Regions from separate parts of the Macaca mulatta genome. Here region 1 is linked to region 2. A link is a contact called in public Hi-C data. All regions are on one chromosome and are shown on one strand. The core of a region is the stretch at or near the end of the contact, and the rest is flanking DNA. Distances in the headings are between cores, read along the strand shown.

The links. A called contact is a pair of places that touch in the nucleus more often than the background predicts.
Region 1: a Hi-C map of liver shows a contact between it and region 2, with 5 times the contacts expected there. The contact joins the promoter of KIF16B here to the promoter of SNRPB2 in region 2. A contact is called at or near these places in 2 of 14 Hi-C or Micro-C datasets (cortical neurons and liver).

The regions. Positions count from the first base shown.
Region 1 is chr10:67,428,848-67,435,515 of T2T-MMU8v2.0, forward strand. It overlaps KIF16B (kinesin family member 16B), which reads left to right and starts at 1,442. Exons shown (of 25, transcript XM_077951180.1): 1 at 1,442-1,670. The coding sequence starts at 1,624.
Region 2 is chr10:67,266,683-67,274,265 of T2T-MMU8v2.0, forward strand. SNRPB2 (small nuclear ribonucleoprotein polypeptide B2) reads right to left here and starts at 2,508. Exons shown (of 7, transcript NM_001260894.1): 1 at 2,412-2,508; 2 at 698-799; 3 at 130-302. The coding sequence starts at 761. LOC114670316 reads left to right here and starts at 7,102. Exons shown (of 5, transcript XM_077949113.1): 1 at 7,102-7,228. The coding sequence starts at 7,214.

The sequences.
Region 1 (6,668 bases), core at 192-2,691, 160 kb after region 2:
CCCGCTCGCCAGCTCCTTAATATCCTGCTCCGGGTGTTCCTGCCACCCTTGGTCAAATTCGCACCCAGCTCTGCTCCAGACAGGGAAAACCCAGTGATTTCCGCGCTCTAGAAACAAAGGGATGCTATGATCCCTGCTGGCCCTAGGGATCCAGGGAAGGTTATGGGAAGATAATTCTTTGTGTAAGTGGGTTGCGTATTTGCATACATCATCCCACTTGATGCGTTCACCAACTCTATGCCGTTGTTCCTGATTTGCAGATGAGGCAAGAAGCCTCAGAGGCGCCCAGTAATTCAAAATGGATGGCTGACAAGGCTAGTGTTGGAGCTAGGACTTAAAAACAGGAGCTCCGCCTCCATTGCTTGAGTCTCCCATTATAGCTTGGCTTCTTGGAGGGGCTGCTCCTGTGGCTCACAGGTGGGCTTCTGGGTGTGTGTAAACGATTTCATGCATGCTCGATTCAGTGAATGAATGCATTTACTTTCTACACAGGAAAGGAGGTGGAGCTCACTTCTACCAGAGGCTCTAAGCCTTAGGATACCAGTTGTCGGCCTGGCGCGGTGGCTCACGCCTGTAATCCCAGCACTTTGGGAGGCTGAGGCGGGCGGATCATTTGAGGTCAGGAATTCGAGACCAACCTGGCCAACATGGTGAAACCCCGTCTCTACTAAAAATACAAAAATCAGCCGGGCGTAGTGGCACATGCCTGTAGTCCCAGCTACTCGGGAGGGTGAGGTAGGAGAATCGCTTGAACCCGGGAGGTGGACGTTGCAGTGAGCCGAGATCGCACTATTACATTCCAGACTGGGTGACAGAGCAAGACTGTCTCAAAAAAAAAAAAAAAAAAAAAAAGATACCAGTTGTCTTCGCCTTTAACTCCCTTATGATTAAAACTAAAAATTACTAAAGTGTAACAAAAGTGCAAAACGAGTTCAAATAAGGGTTTGATTCTAGCCAATATAACGACATTCCCGCACACATTTAAAACATCCAACACCCTATTAACCGCTTGGAGCTCCTTAGGGTAGCAGAGAAGGCCCTAGCGGAGTTCGCCACTAACAAGCTGCGATCATCTCTGCGACTCAGTTTGTTCGAGGGTAAAATGGATGAGTTAACTCATGCTTGACTGGGTGAAGCCAGGTCCTTGCTAAGGGCTGAAAAACTGGCTTTGGTCATCTGACCCCAGGACTGTGATCCTTGCCGCTGGCTTTAAATTGCTGCGATCCTCTTCTCTCCAGTTTTTCAGGCTGTAAGGGTGGGTTCTAGTTTTCCTGAAACCATCCGTCCCTGGTCGCCCTCCATAACCTCTGCGCCACGGTCCACAACGTGGCCCTTCCAGACTAGGGGGTCCCGGAGGCGGCGCCCAGGCCCCGCGGCCCCGCCCCTCCGCGCCGCCCGGCCGTCGCCAAACCGTGGCGCACGGATCACGCGGGCCGGAGCCGCTCTGGGCATGCTCAGTGGCCTGGCAGGTGGGGCCGCCGCGGAACTCCAGGTCCGGCCGGGAGCGGAGGGGCGGGGGCGAGAGGGAAGTGGGCGGGAGCCGGGATCTGAGTCGCCAGCGTCGCCGGCGACCGCGGAGTTCTGGGCTGGTGGGACCCCGCGCGGGCTGGGTCGGGATGAGCGATGGCATCGGTCAAGGTGGCCGTGAGGGTCCGGCCCATGAATCGCAGGTGAGTGGGGCCGCCCGCGCCCCGCCCCCTTGTCGCGCGCCCACCCAGAGGAAGCCTGTTTCCAGCTCCCCCAAAGCCAGCCTGGACTTAAAAGTGTCACCGGCTGGTCCTGGCCCACCGGGCCCAAGCTGTGGCCTCTGGGGGCCTGGAGGACTTCGTGCACTGCTGTCCCGTTCACATTGCCCTGGAGAGGACCCTGGTGGTAAAGGAGAAGATTCTATTAACTCTCTCCACCCTATTAACTTGAGCTTTTCCTGTTCCCCCTTTAAAAAAGCATCAAGGGAACATTACCATGAAGATGTAAAATAGTTGGGGGGATGGTGAGAGTGCTGACGGGGGCACCACGAGCTGTCAGGCGAACCCCTCATTTCTACCAACTCAGAAGTTCTCTTAACAATTAACCATGCTACTTTTTAATCTTTCAGTTAGAGATGATTTTGATTCCGTGAATGTCTAATCCATAACTTAGCAGTCCCTAACTTTATGTCAGAGACAACTCTGACAAAGTCCTGACTCCTAGAAAAAAGTCAAGGACGCTTTACACGTGTTTGAAATATTCTGATATTGAGAGGAAGAGTGTTACACACAAAATTTAATCTTGTTATGTATTTCTACAAAGTAATGCTTTTCAGAATCCTTATCTTCATTCACTGAAAAATAGTGTGTGCTCCCTTTTCAATGACCTCTTTTAATCAGTTTAGAAAGATTCTTTGGAAAAGTTACTTTTTAAATTGGTTTGACTTTAAAGAATGAAGTAGACCTAAATGGGATGTGTCCTCAAAGGTGATAGGCGAGGTTCACACAGAGCTATTTGATTTTATTGACTTCTCTGCCAAGTTGGTGGATATTTGACTTAACATAGGCCTTTTTTGCTTTTGTCATATCAACTTGTGGAGGTTAATGTTTGGTAGTTCTGACGCCTGATTGGGGCATCTGAAGACCATAAAATCAAAAGATTTCCGGAACCTTATTTGACTCATCTGAATCTGTTTCTTCTCTTGGCAAGTAGGAAATCATTATTTTGGTTTGTAATAATTAAAACCCAATGTTTTTAGAGTCTGCTTTTTGTGACTTTTGAGTTATTTCTAAAGCGGTTTAGAGTAAGAGTTTGACTTTTTTGCTCTAAGGGAATATTTATGTTTCTGTGTACATTCAATCATAGAAGATAAACTTCACAAAGATTTTTCTTTATTATGGATTTTCATGTATATGGAAGTTCTTTTTCTCCTTTGGAATAATATGAGCATATGCTAGCAAATTGTGTTGTGTAACTTTAGAAAGTATTTGTTAAGCACCTACCAAACACATAGCATTGTGCTGGGTGCTTTCTGGGGTACAAGGGGAATGAGACCTGGTGAGCCCGTGATCTGGTGAGAGAGGGATTATGTACTGGCATGAGTCTTGTGAAATATTGGGCCTGCTGGGACAGGAACTGTGAGTTCAGTGCCTTGCCAGTGTAGGCCTGGAGCCCAGGGACATGGAGGGATGGCAGGAAATAAGTCCAGAGGCCTTGGGCTTTGAGGAGGCAGGTTCACGTGATGTTATTTATATTCTCAGTAGAGAACTCTGGTGGTGTCAAGATTGAGGTAAGAGGCAGGGGATCAGCAGTCTGAGCCAGAGGTGAAATGGGAAGGCAGGATAGTTACACGAAGACCATTCACTGGCAGAATTGGCAGGATTTGGCAGCTCACTGGATGGGAAGAAGGGGGAAAGATGCGAGTGTAGAATCATTAACTGAGGTTTGATGCTGAGGAAGGTGAGTAAAGATTGAGGAAGGTGGACAATGAAGTTGGTGTGTTCTCTCTTGGATGTGGAGAGTTACATGAGATGCAATACGTGTCAAGTACAAGCACAGAGCAAGTGTTTCATGCATGTTGACCTTGTTCATTATCTGAAGTGTGGGAAGGACATCCATCCCTCTGCTAGAGGTGTCCAGCAGAAAGCTGAAAACGCGGGGTTAGGTCTCAGGTGATTTGAGGATCGACATTTGGAAATCTTTTGCACATAAACCACAATTTAAGGATGTTACGTGAGAAGAAAAGGGAGCCAGGGATTGGACATTGGGATATCCCCCTCTTTAGGATTTCAGGGAGAAGATTGACTTGCAGTCCATAGAGGAGAACCAGCACAGCAAATAGTCATGGCAGGAAAGGGAGAAGAGCATCCTGAAGGAGGTGGTGGTGGTTAGTGTCAAATATTGCCAGGATGATGAGAATAAGATGGTGTCCTTGGTCTCAAAGACAAGGCTACTTGATAACCTTCCCAACAGTACTTTCAAGGAGAGTCAATGATTCAGAAGTTGGCAGTGAGTGGAAAGAGATATATAAATTGGCAACTGAATATACTTGACCTAATTTATAAGGAAAGACATGCATGCTATAATAGTGATAAAATGCCATTTTTTAGCCAGCGAGATTGATAAATGTTAACTGAGCATCAATTGCTGGTAGAGGAGTGATGAAACAGACACCTCTGCATTGGTCACAGAAGCATAAAGGATCAAAACATCTGAAACTTTCATATTGGGAAATTTGACAGTAGCTGTCAAGATTAGAAATCTTTATACTTACGCAAAAAATGCTTCCCTTAAAAAAATTGGAAATCTATAAACTCTTTGATCTGACAGTTTCTAGTTTTTCTAATTTCTAATTTTTATTATATGGATTATATTTCTGCGTACAAAGATCTATGTGTAAAGATGATGATTTTTGCATCATTGTTTATAACAAAAAATCATAAATGACCTTAATATACAAAACTGGGAAATTTGTTAAGTTACGGCCTAAATCATTTGGTGGAACGTTATGCAACTCTTAGAAAGAGGGTGTTGATCTTAAAAGAGTTCCAAGGTAGAGGATTGAGAAAAGCAAGATATCCACAGTGGAGTAAAGTTGTGTGTATGTGTGTGCTAACAAATGTACACACACATACACACACACACACCCCCACAGGTTCATCTGTATGTAATGGTTTATAAGAAACCTAACACTGATACCTCTAAAGAGGAGGACTGATGATGAATCCATTTGGCAAAGGTGAAAGGCATTTTTTTCTTTTTACTGTTTGTTTTTTTCTCATGCGTAGTTTTATAATTAATACTTAGAATTAATTATTGACCCAGCAATGCTTATTTAGGTAATTTTAAAAAGTCACCTACAAAATTCATTGGCACTGGAGAAGTTTCAGTTGGTTGTGAGGAGGATTGAAGGAAGTTGTTAATAATTTTTTTAATGGTAATCTTTAGAGTAGTGGAGCCTCAGGCAAAGGGAAAGCAACCTACAGAGAAACAAGTCCCAGAGTTATTGGAAAGTAAGGACTGCTGGTGGTGGAGTGTTGAGTTTGACTGAGTTTCTAAACTAGGGGCCTTTGCAGTAATCAGTCAGCGTTGTAAGGAATGTGAGTGCTTGATTCAGGCTAAGATGTGATGAGATTATTTTTATTGCCTTGTAGCTTTCAATTATGTGGCAATAATACTCATTTCTAATGCGGAAGTGATTCTGTTGCGTAGGCAAAGTAGTAGCCACTTTTATTGAGACTTGACTCTGTGCCAGACTCTCTGGTCCCAGCTCCAGGTACAAAATCCAGTTTAATCTTTGCAGACATCTTGGCATGTAGAGACTATTATTGTTATGCCATTGTACAGATTGGGAGACATAGTTTCTTGGTCTATTTGGACTGCTGTAACAAAATACCATAAACTGGGTGGCTTATAAACAACAAGCATTTATTTCTCGTAGTTCTGAAGCTTGGGATATCCAAGATCAAGGTGCCAGCAGATAGGCTATCTTGTGAAAGCCAGGTCCTCATACATAGTAGATTCCTGCTGTGTCCTCACGTGGTAGAAGGAGCAAACAGACTCCCTTGGGCCTGTTTTGTAAGGGTGCTAATCCCATTCACAAGGACCTCATGACCTGATCACCTCCCAAAGGCCCTACCTCTTAATACTATCTCAGTGAGGTGTTAGGTTTCAATATTTGAATTTTAGGGGGACACAAACATTCAGATCATAGCACATGGTTAACTTGCCCAAAGTCAAAGTCAGTTTCTTAAGACAGTCACAGCTATGCCTTTTTTTTTTTTTTTGAGACAGGGTCTTACCCTATTGCCCAAGCTGGAGTGCAGTGGCGCAGTCATGGCTCACTGCAGCCTCCACCTCCTGGTGGGCTCAGGTGATCCCCCTGCCTCAGGCTCCTGAGTAAGTGGGACTGTTAGTGCACACCACCACACTTAGCTAATTTTTAAAATTATTTATAGAGACGGGGTCTCCCTATGTTGCCCAGGCTGGTCTCAAACTCCTGGGCTCAAGTGATCCTCCCACCTTGGCCTCCCAAAATGCTGGGATTACAGGTGTGATCCACAAAAGAGTTGCAGTTGGGTGTGAAAAACACTGTTGTGGGTTCAGGTGAGATAACGCATGTGGATAAAGCTCTCCACACAGAGCCTGGCGTTCAGCAAGGGCGCCATGAAGAGTGCTTGTTGTCAGTACTGTTATTTTTACAGTTTAATAATTGTAACTTTATTCAAAAGCAAGTATTTAAAAAATGCCAAAAAATATTTACTGAGTGCTGGTGATGTGTCAGCTTTATAGCTATGTTTTATAATGTCCTTGCTTATCTGATAGGGCAAATTCACCCCATTCTTTCTCTTTCCTTACTGTTCTCAGCCTTTCTTCCTGATTAGCCTCTCAGGTAGAATCTAGTGTCAAGTCTATCAAGTTCAGGAGAAAAAAAGAAGAAAAAAACCACCAGTGGCATTTTGCCTGGATTAGGTATCTTTAGCGTGTACTGACGTCTTCCCCTTTTGAAAAGAAGATAGTGTCAAAGGGAAAGTAGTTCATAGTTAGCCTCTTAGGTTAGTGATGATGAGGACAAACATGTCTTGTATTAAGGACAGGAGGTATCTGTCAAGGCACTGCCAGGTACCAGGTACTACGCTCTTTTTTTTTCTTTGAGATGGAGTCTCGCTCTATTCACCAGGCTGGAGTGCAGTGGGGTGATC
Region 2 (7,583 bases), core at 1,258-3,757:
CACATAAACCCAAACACACGTAATTAAAAGCAGAAAGCAACAGCCACAGTTTCAAGCATATTTACAAATCTACTGTACCATCAATATCATTAATTTCTTGATTAAAGTGAAATAATAGAATTGGCTTACCATTGGTTTACCATAAAATGGAAATCCTTGTAACTGTCTCAAAGCATTCGTGGATGAGCCCAGTTCCTTAAATATGACAAAGGCCTGCCCCCTCATCTTCATGGTCTTTAAAGCCACAATGTCCACCACATGACCGAATTGAGAAAACAGGGCATACAGGGATCTCTTCAATTCTGTCCAAATTAGAAAAGAAACAAGTCATTGGTAATAAGATAATGACAAAAGTCTTCATAAAATGATACTGCATTGAGTTGCCTCCCCACCATTCACTTATTTATAGTTATATATATTTAATGTTTATAAAAACATATACTATTCCCATTGGCTATATGTAATTTTATAAGTCAGATGAAACCATTATATCTATGAGTAGAAACAGACTGTACACACTGTCAATTCCTACCTATTTTTGTTTTTTAAAAGTCTTCAAATCCCTATAGGTAATGGAATAAACCATTATTTCAGGCACTAAGACGACGAGGTAAGAGGTTTTGAGGCAATACAATTTTTAAGACAGTAGTAAATAAACACATTTTAGTAGTGAACAAGTATTTTTAAAAGCACTTACCTTCCTTTTTAATTTTGTCATTCATATTGTTGATATAAATTGTATGATTTGGTCTGATATCCATGTTTGTGTTAAATTCTTCAGAAGGAGACAGTAAAAAATCTGTTATAAAAAGGAAGGAGTAAATTATACTGGACTGTGGCATAAGGACACAACACACGAATTATTAACCTTTCACTTCTCTTTCAATCCCAATTGTTAGATGATGTCAGTTTGGCTGAAGCCTTTAGTGTACCTCCAGCACCTACTAGCCCTCCTTTTCATACAAAAGGAGAAGAGTTTCTCATGCTCAAAACTTGGAGCACCAATACCTAGCCAGATTTTAGTAACATCATTTAATTCAACACATTTATTTTCACACTTACTTTTCACTTATGACAAGTGATATTTTCTTTCCACCTCCTCAATAATTTAAAATGTAGATTTGAAGAAAAATGACCAAGTAGCAAATGTACATCCAGTGAAAATCATAAGGTTAGACATTAATGGAGTTTGCCAACTACTTCTTGGGTGCACTTACAAAGTCCTTCCATACCTATTACTTAATTTGTATACAGTATCACCAAGCTGTCTGGACTCCAAGGTTACCTCTAACCGACTTGAAAGAAGGGAGCTCAATGACAACAGTGTGGCATGACCGTTAAACTCAGATTCTAGTACCAACCATATGTGAATTCAAATCCTATTTATGCTTCTTATTAGCTGTTTGCCTGAGGGAAGTTCCTTAATCTGTCAGGTCCTCATCAGTAAAATGAGAATGGTAACAGAACCTACCCAACCGAACTCAGAAGACTAAATGAGTTCTAGCACAGTTTTGCATCAACGGTAAGCACTTAAAGTAGCTATTATTAACAGCTATTACCAGTTAAGGAACGTGCCTAAGGTCACACAGCTAATAAGCATCAAGCCTGGAAATTCAGCCCTTGCTTTCTCCTCTACACTTCTCTTCCTCGTCCACCACACTATTGCATTTTTTTAACGTGGTTTTTACTTGCAAACTGTGAAGCTGCTTGATTTCCTTGTGTGCCCCACATATTTCTTTATCTCACAAATATTTACGGAGCATCCACTGTACGTGAATAGCATTGGATGATTGACAAGGGAAGAGCCTACAAGCAGGGGCTGCACTTGTGCAGGTAACAGGTAAAACATAACGCTTCTCCAAGCCTTGGGACCCCCTAAATCGAAATCTGGAGAAGCGGCAAGGGTCACAAAGGAGACGACGAAAGGGAAGTGACTGAGGCAGAGGTCAAACTGAAGGTAGGGGGACAAAGGGGAGGCTCTTGCGGGGTTTCATGCGAGGTTTGATCGTGGGCTGGACTGTTACAGGGGCACCCTGAATTACCCGCCACTACCAAAAGGAAACCGCTGGAAGACACCTGAAAGCGCAGTGAACTGTCAGCGCCTCGCACAAGCAGACGGACATTATCCTTTACTTCGTAAGCGCAAGCCTCCCGCCTCTCCAGACACAAGCACCTTCGCCCGAGGCCCCCTAACGAAGTCCGAGGGAGCTGCCACGCGATGCCCGGCCCCTGAGTCAGTCTCCCATCTCTTCCTCGCCCCCAGCCTACTCGGGTACTCCGAGATCCAAATCCGGGCCAAACGCGTCCCCACCCCAGCTTCGCGCTTCGTCCGCTCCCAGCTGCAACAGGGGAGAGAAGGGCCGAGGAGCCAGGAAAACCGAAACAGCGAGGTAAAAGGTGCACGAACCCACCTAAGGCCTACGCAGTCTCCCGTAAGAACCAAAAGCAGGAAACGGAGCCAGGCACCGGAAGTAACGTTGCCACGCTCCTCAATCGAGCGCCCACAAGTCTACAAGCCGAGCGCAGAGCAGATCGATGCTTCCTGGTCTCTGGCGGCCCGTAGGTAATCTCTTTGCGCGTGCGTATGCCCTGCGGGCAGGAGAAGAGTCCGGAAATGGAAATGGGGAAAGGGACGGGGTTTGTGGGGACAATGCTGCGAGGGAATAGGGAAGAAGAGTGAATCATTTCCCTTACCACGACCTTGCGAAGCTTTGCCCCGCGCAAGAGTGCCTTCCACCTTTACAAATCCTATGTAATTTTACAGGCTCTGCCTCTCATGCTACGGGGCAGTTAGTCCTGGTTTCGCCCTTCTTTGGGCTCTGGCTGCCCCGGTTTAAAATCACCTTTAGGATAGCCGGTTCCTCCGGCCTCCAAGTCTCCTCTGATTCCTGGGGCTCTGCAGGAACTGTCCTCCAACACTCTGCTGATGAACTTGAATCTCAGAGGCTACCCAGTTTGAGGGCCCAGGGCAAACAGAACTGGTGTCTGCCCAATTCTCATCTCTCACCAGATAAGGCAACCATGCTGAGTAGAACCCAATCATCTGTAAGATCATCTGCCTCAACTCACTCGAAAAAATAATTCCCTACCACCCTTCCCACTCTTTTCTTCCCACAAAAAGTCTAGATTTTTCTAGGGTAGTCTAACGAGTTAGTATTTATGCCAAGCTGAATGGGAATTCCCAAAAAAATTCCCATGCTTTCATTCATTCATCCATTCATCAGATGTCTGTAAAGCATCACCTGGAATATGAAATGGTTGTTAAGAGTCAAGTGGAACCTAATCTTGTACCCTCTGCTTAACTAATCTCTCTGATCTTCACTCTTTTCGTCTGTAAAATAGGGATCCTAATAGTATCTCCTTCTAGTTGTTGTAGGCATTAAATGAGCTAAAATAAATGTAAAGTGGTTGGCACATTACCAGACACAAAATAAATGCTCAAAAATGTTATTTCTGAATTCTGGCTATAACTTGGTTATATTGGTGAGGCTCAAAAATGTTATTTCTGAGTTCTGGCTATAACTTGGTTATATTGGTGAGGCAGGTAGCTGTCAAATAAGTTAGTTTTATCAGCTGGGAATTTTTATTTTTTAAAAAACACCTAAAGTTGCAACAACTTGAAAATAATATAAGCTTCTTAAGGGTGGGGATTTTGTCTGCTCTGTTCACTCAAGTACCCTTAGTAATGAGAATAGTGACTGATAATTAATATGTATTGGATAAATGAATGACTGACATGGAAAACTAGGCAACAGTAAACAAATATGCTTTGAACATGCAGATGAGTGTAGAAAATGTTAAGGGATCACAGAAAAACATCCTTTTATTATATAGATCTAATACTACAAGAAATGGCTGAGTGTAGTAGCTCACACCTGTAATCCCAGCATTTGCGGAGGCTGAGATAGGACTGGTTGAGGCCAGGAGTTTGAAATCATCCTGGGCAACACAGTGAGATCTCATCTCTGAAATAAATAAATAAATAAATAAGAAGAAATAAATGAGAAATTCCTATCTCAGTCAAAGAATTATATCTTTAACAAATTAAAAGAGAATATAAACTTAATGTAAACAATTTCTAAATAACAAAGGACAAGCTATTCTGCGTATTAGTATGAGCATCTCAACAGTTAGTTCTATTTGTTGATAATGAGGATGGCTAAACTACTGAGAATAAACTATACTCTTTATTATATAAGGGGATCTAGCCAAGAGTTGATAACTGTTAAAAGAGAATAAGATGTGATTATGCAAAGACACTCCAACCTAGAAGAAAATACCACAGGAAACACAGAGGCCTGAAGACAGACTGCATATCATGTTCTATTAACAATTAAATTACAGCTATTGTACATTACACTGTGAGAAGCAAATCATCCATTGCCAACTCAGCTGCAATGGTCTGCATGCACTTTTCCAGGTTCTTCTGAAAAGAGCCAGTGCACTGTCCTTGGGAAGTCACTCTGTGCATTCCAGTAACCCGTTAATGATTCTCAGTGGTTTCCTGAATGATCTGAGAAGCCAGTAATTGAAAACAGTGCAGGAAGGGAATGATAGGGATCGAGTAGCTTTTCTGGTTTTGTGAGAAACCTTGCATAGCCTGGTTATATAACTATATTAAGGATATTATAGCAGCTAAACTATGGTCACATGTACTGTAAAACATCATCACTTTATAACCAGATCCACTTCTTGAGGGTCAGATCAGGAATCAGATGTCCAAAACTCACATTTTTTAAAACTAGAAGGGCAAATGAGTTTTGTTAGTTCTGCTCAGTCTGTTCTTTCATATTTGGGTTAGGCATCATGATTTACTTTCCTGTGAAACAGGTTTTTTTTAATCGAGAGAAACAAGAAGGCAGTGCCATAACCACCCTATCCAAGTGTCATGCATCTGCAGATGATAAAACTCGCTTATTTTCGGAGTAGCAGAAAAATTACTACAAACAGTAGGGAATAAAACTGTGCCAAGATGTCTAAATTGTAAGGATGATAACTGAGGTGTCTCTTAGTGACTCCGAATACACATATATTTTCTACCTTATCTGCACCTGTTTTATATTTCTCATTAAATGTTTTTGGTATCCTGCTGCAGTAGTTTTGAGGAGCCATGTATAAAGGAAAATGCATCATAAAACTGGTGGATAAATTTTGTCTTATTTATGTTAGATAGAGCCACAAAATGTATGGCAATTCATCTGTATCTTCTTTCTCTCCCTAGATGGTGATTACATTAAGAAATTTATCTAGAGTGGAATTATTTTCACAACAAGCATTAAACAAATCTAGGCGTTATTGTTGAGCATCAAATCAGGTTTATGTTTTCCTGGGAGGTTGGGACAATATTGGCTGAAACTTCCTAAAAAGCACCACTCTCCCTCCCCCAGTTCAGGGAGGAAATAATTTTGTGCAATTAATTTTCTTTCATTTTATTTCTTACTATTTTATTCTTTGTGGATACAGTCTTGTTTTTAGGAATGAAAAAACCCGAATATGACTATTGCCTCTGATGTGTACTACTGTATTAATGTTAAGAATAGTGTGTCTTTCACATGCACCAGAATACCCTCTCCCCAGAATGGGTGATATCTCAGATAGGTTATGAGAATGTGTGCATTCCATAAAGTTTGGAAATGGTAGTTTTTCTTTGAGGACCTGATCATTAATCCAAAGAAGTGTGGGGAAAACTTGAACTTTTTTGGTGAACTTTTTGTGAGACGTGTAGGTTGTGCTCAGTATTGTATCAACTGCCCTCCCCTAAAGCCAGCTAAAGTAGCATCATACAACTGCCGTTCTCTTTGAGACTAGAAAATTAAGATTTCAGTCCCATGAGATGCCCCCATGAAACAAAATATTATGCACACACAACTTTTAAATATAGTGGGTTTTGCTTCTCCTATAATTAATCACTGTAAATTTTTTTGTGTCTTAAGCCTTAGGACAGTTTGGAAATACAAATTTTAAAAAGAACAGCTTAAAAAAAAAAAAAAAAAGATTGCCAGGCCCTGACTGTAATTTCAAAAGTGATATGTCGTTGATTTCATGGGCATTCCCCAGATATCTTAATCCAGTGCTGAGAAGCTGCATTTGTAGCAAACTTCCAGATGCTGCTGATGCTGCTGGTCCCAGACCACATTTTGGGTAGCAAGAACCTAAACATTTCTTTTTTAAGAATGGTTGGGGCCAGGCGTGGTGGCTCAGTTTGTAATCTCAGCACTTTGAGAGGCCGAGGTGGGTGGATCACGAGGTCAGGAGTTCGAGACCAGCCTGGCCAACACGGTAAAACCGTGTCTCTACTATAAATACAAAAATTAGCTGGGCGTCGGTGTAATCCCAGCTAGTCTAGAGCCTGAGGCAGGAGAATCACTTGAACCCAGGAGGCGGAGGTTGCAGTGAGCCGAGATCACGCCACTGCACTCCAGCCTGGGTGACAGAGCTAGACTCTATCTCGAAAAAAAAAAAGGAAAAAAAAAAATGAATGGTTGGTAGGCCAGCCGTGGTGACTCATGCCTGTGGTCCTAGAGCTTTGGGAGGCTGAGGTGGGTGGATCACTTGAGGTCAGGAGCTTGAGACCAGCCTGGCCAATATGGTGAAACCCCGTCTCTACTAAAAAAAAAAAAATTAAAAAAAAAAAAAAGCCAGGTACAGTAGTGCATGCCTGTAGTCCCAGCTACTCGGGAGGGTGAGGTGGGAGAATTGCTTGAACCCGGGAGGCAGAGGTTGCAGTGAGCCAGGATCACACCACTGCACTCCAGCCTGGGTGACAGACCAAGACTCCACCTCAAAAAAAAAAAAAAAAAAAAAAAAAAAAAAAAAGAATGGTTCTAGTATCAAACTGTAGTTATCTTTGGAGCCACAGAGATTCTATCAGATACAGAATCCTATCTTCTTATCCAAACACAAATCGACTTATTTCTTTCAACGGAGCTTGTATTTCTTTGAAACTTTATTTTAACTGCCTTCTACTGGGCATTTGGAAATAAACCTGAAATGAGAGAAAGAAAGTCTGGAATATGTATTCTTTTTAACAGGCGATTGCTTGTTTGGGGAGCCCTGGGTCACTTTCTAATTTGTGATAGTCATTTCAGCTGTTCACAAATATTGTGATTCTTATTCCTTCCAGGCTCATGGAGGGCTTGCACTACTCTACATCCTTTGAAAATGGGCATGGCCATGTCACTGCTTTGGCTAATGAATTGTGAGAGCATAAGACATGCATCACTTCCAGGTAGGAACATCACAGGCCAGTGCACAATTTGCCAGGTGCCCTTTTTCCTGTCCTTGTGATCTTGGAAATGTATCCCAAGATGGAACCTCTGTCAAGTGTAGGCCTTAATGATTAAAGGACACCCTCCTCCTGCCCAACACACACATACACACAAACACACACAAGTTCAAATTGGTCATGTAATATAAGCAAGAAATAATTAACTGATATTTAGGGGATATTTGTTAATGCAGCATAGCCTAGCCCCTCCTGACTTTATACATTGATCAAAATCACCTCTGAGAAATAATTCTTGGCTGGGCGTGGTGGTTCACACCTGGCCTGTAATCGTAGCACTTTGGGAAGCTGAAGCAGG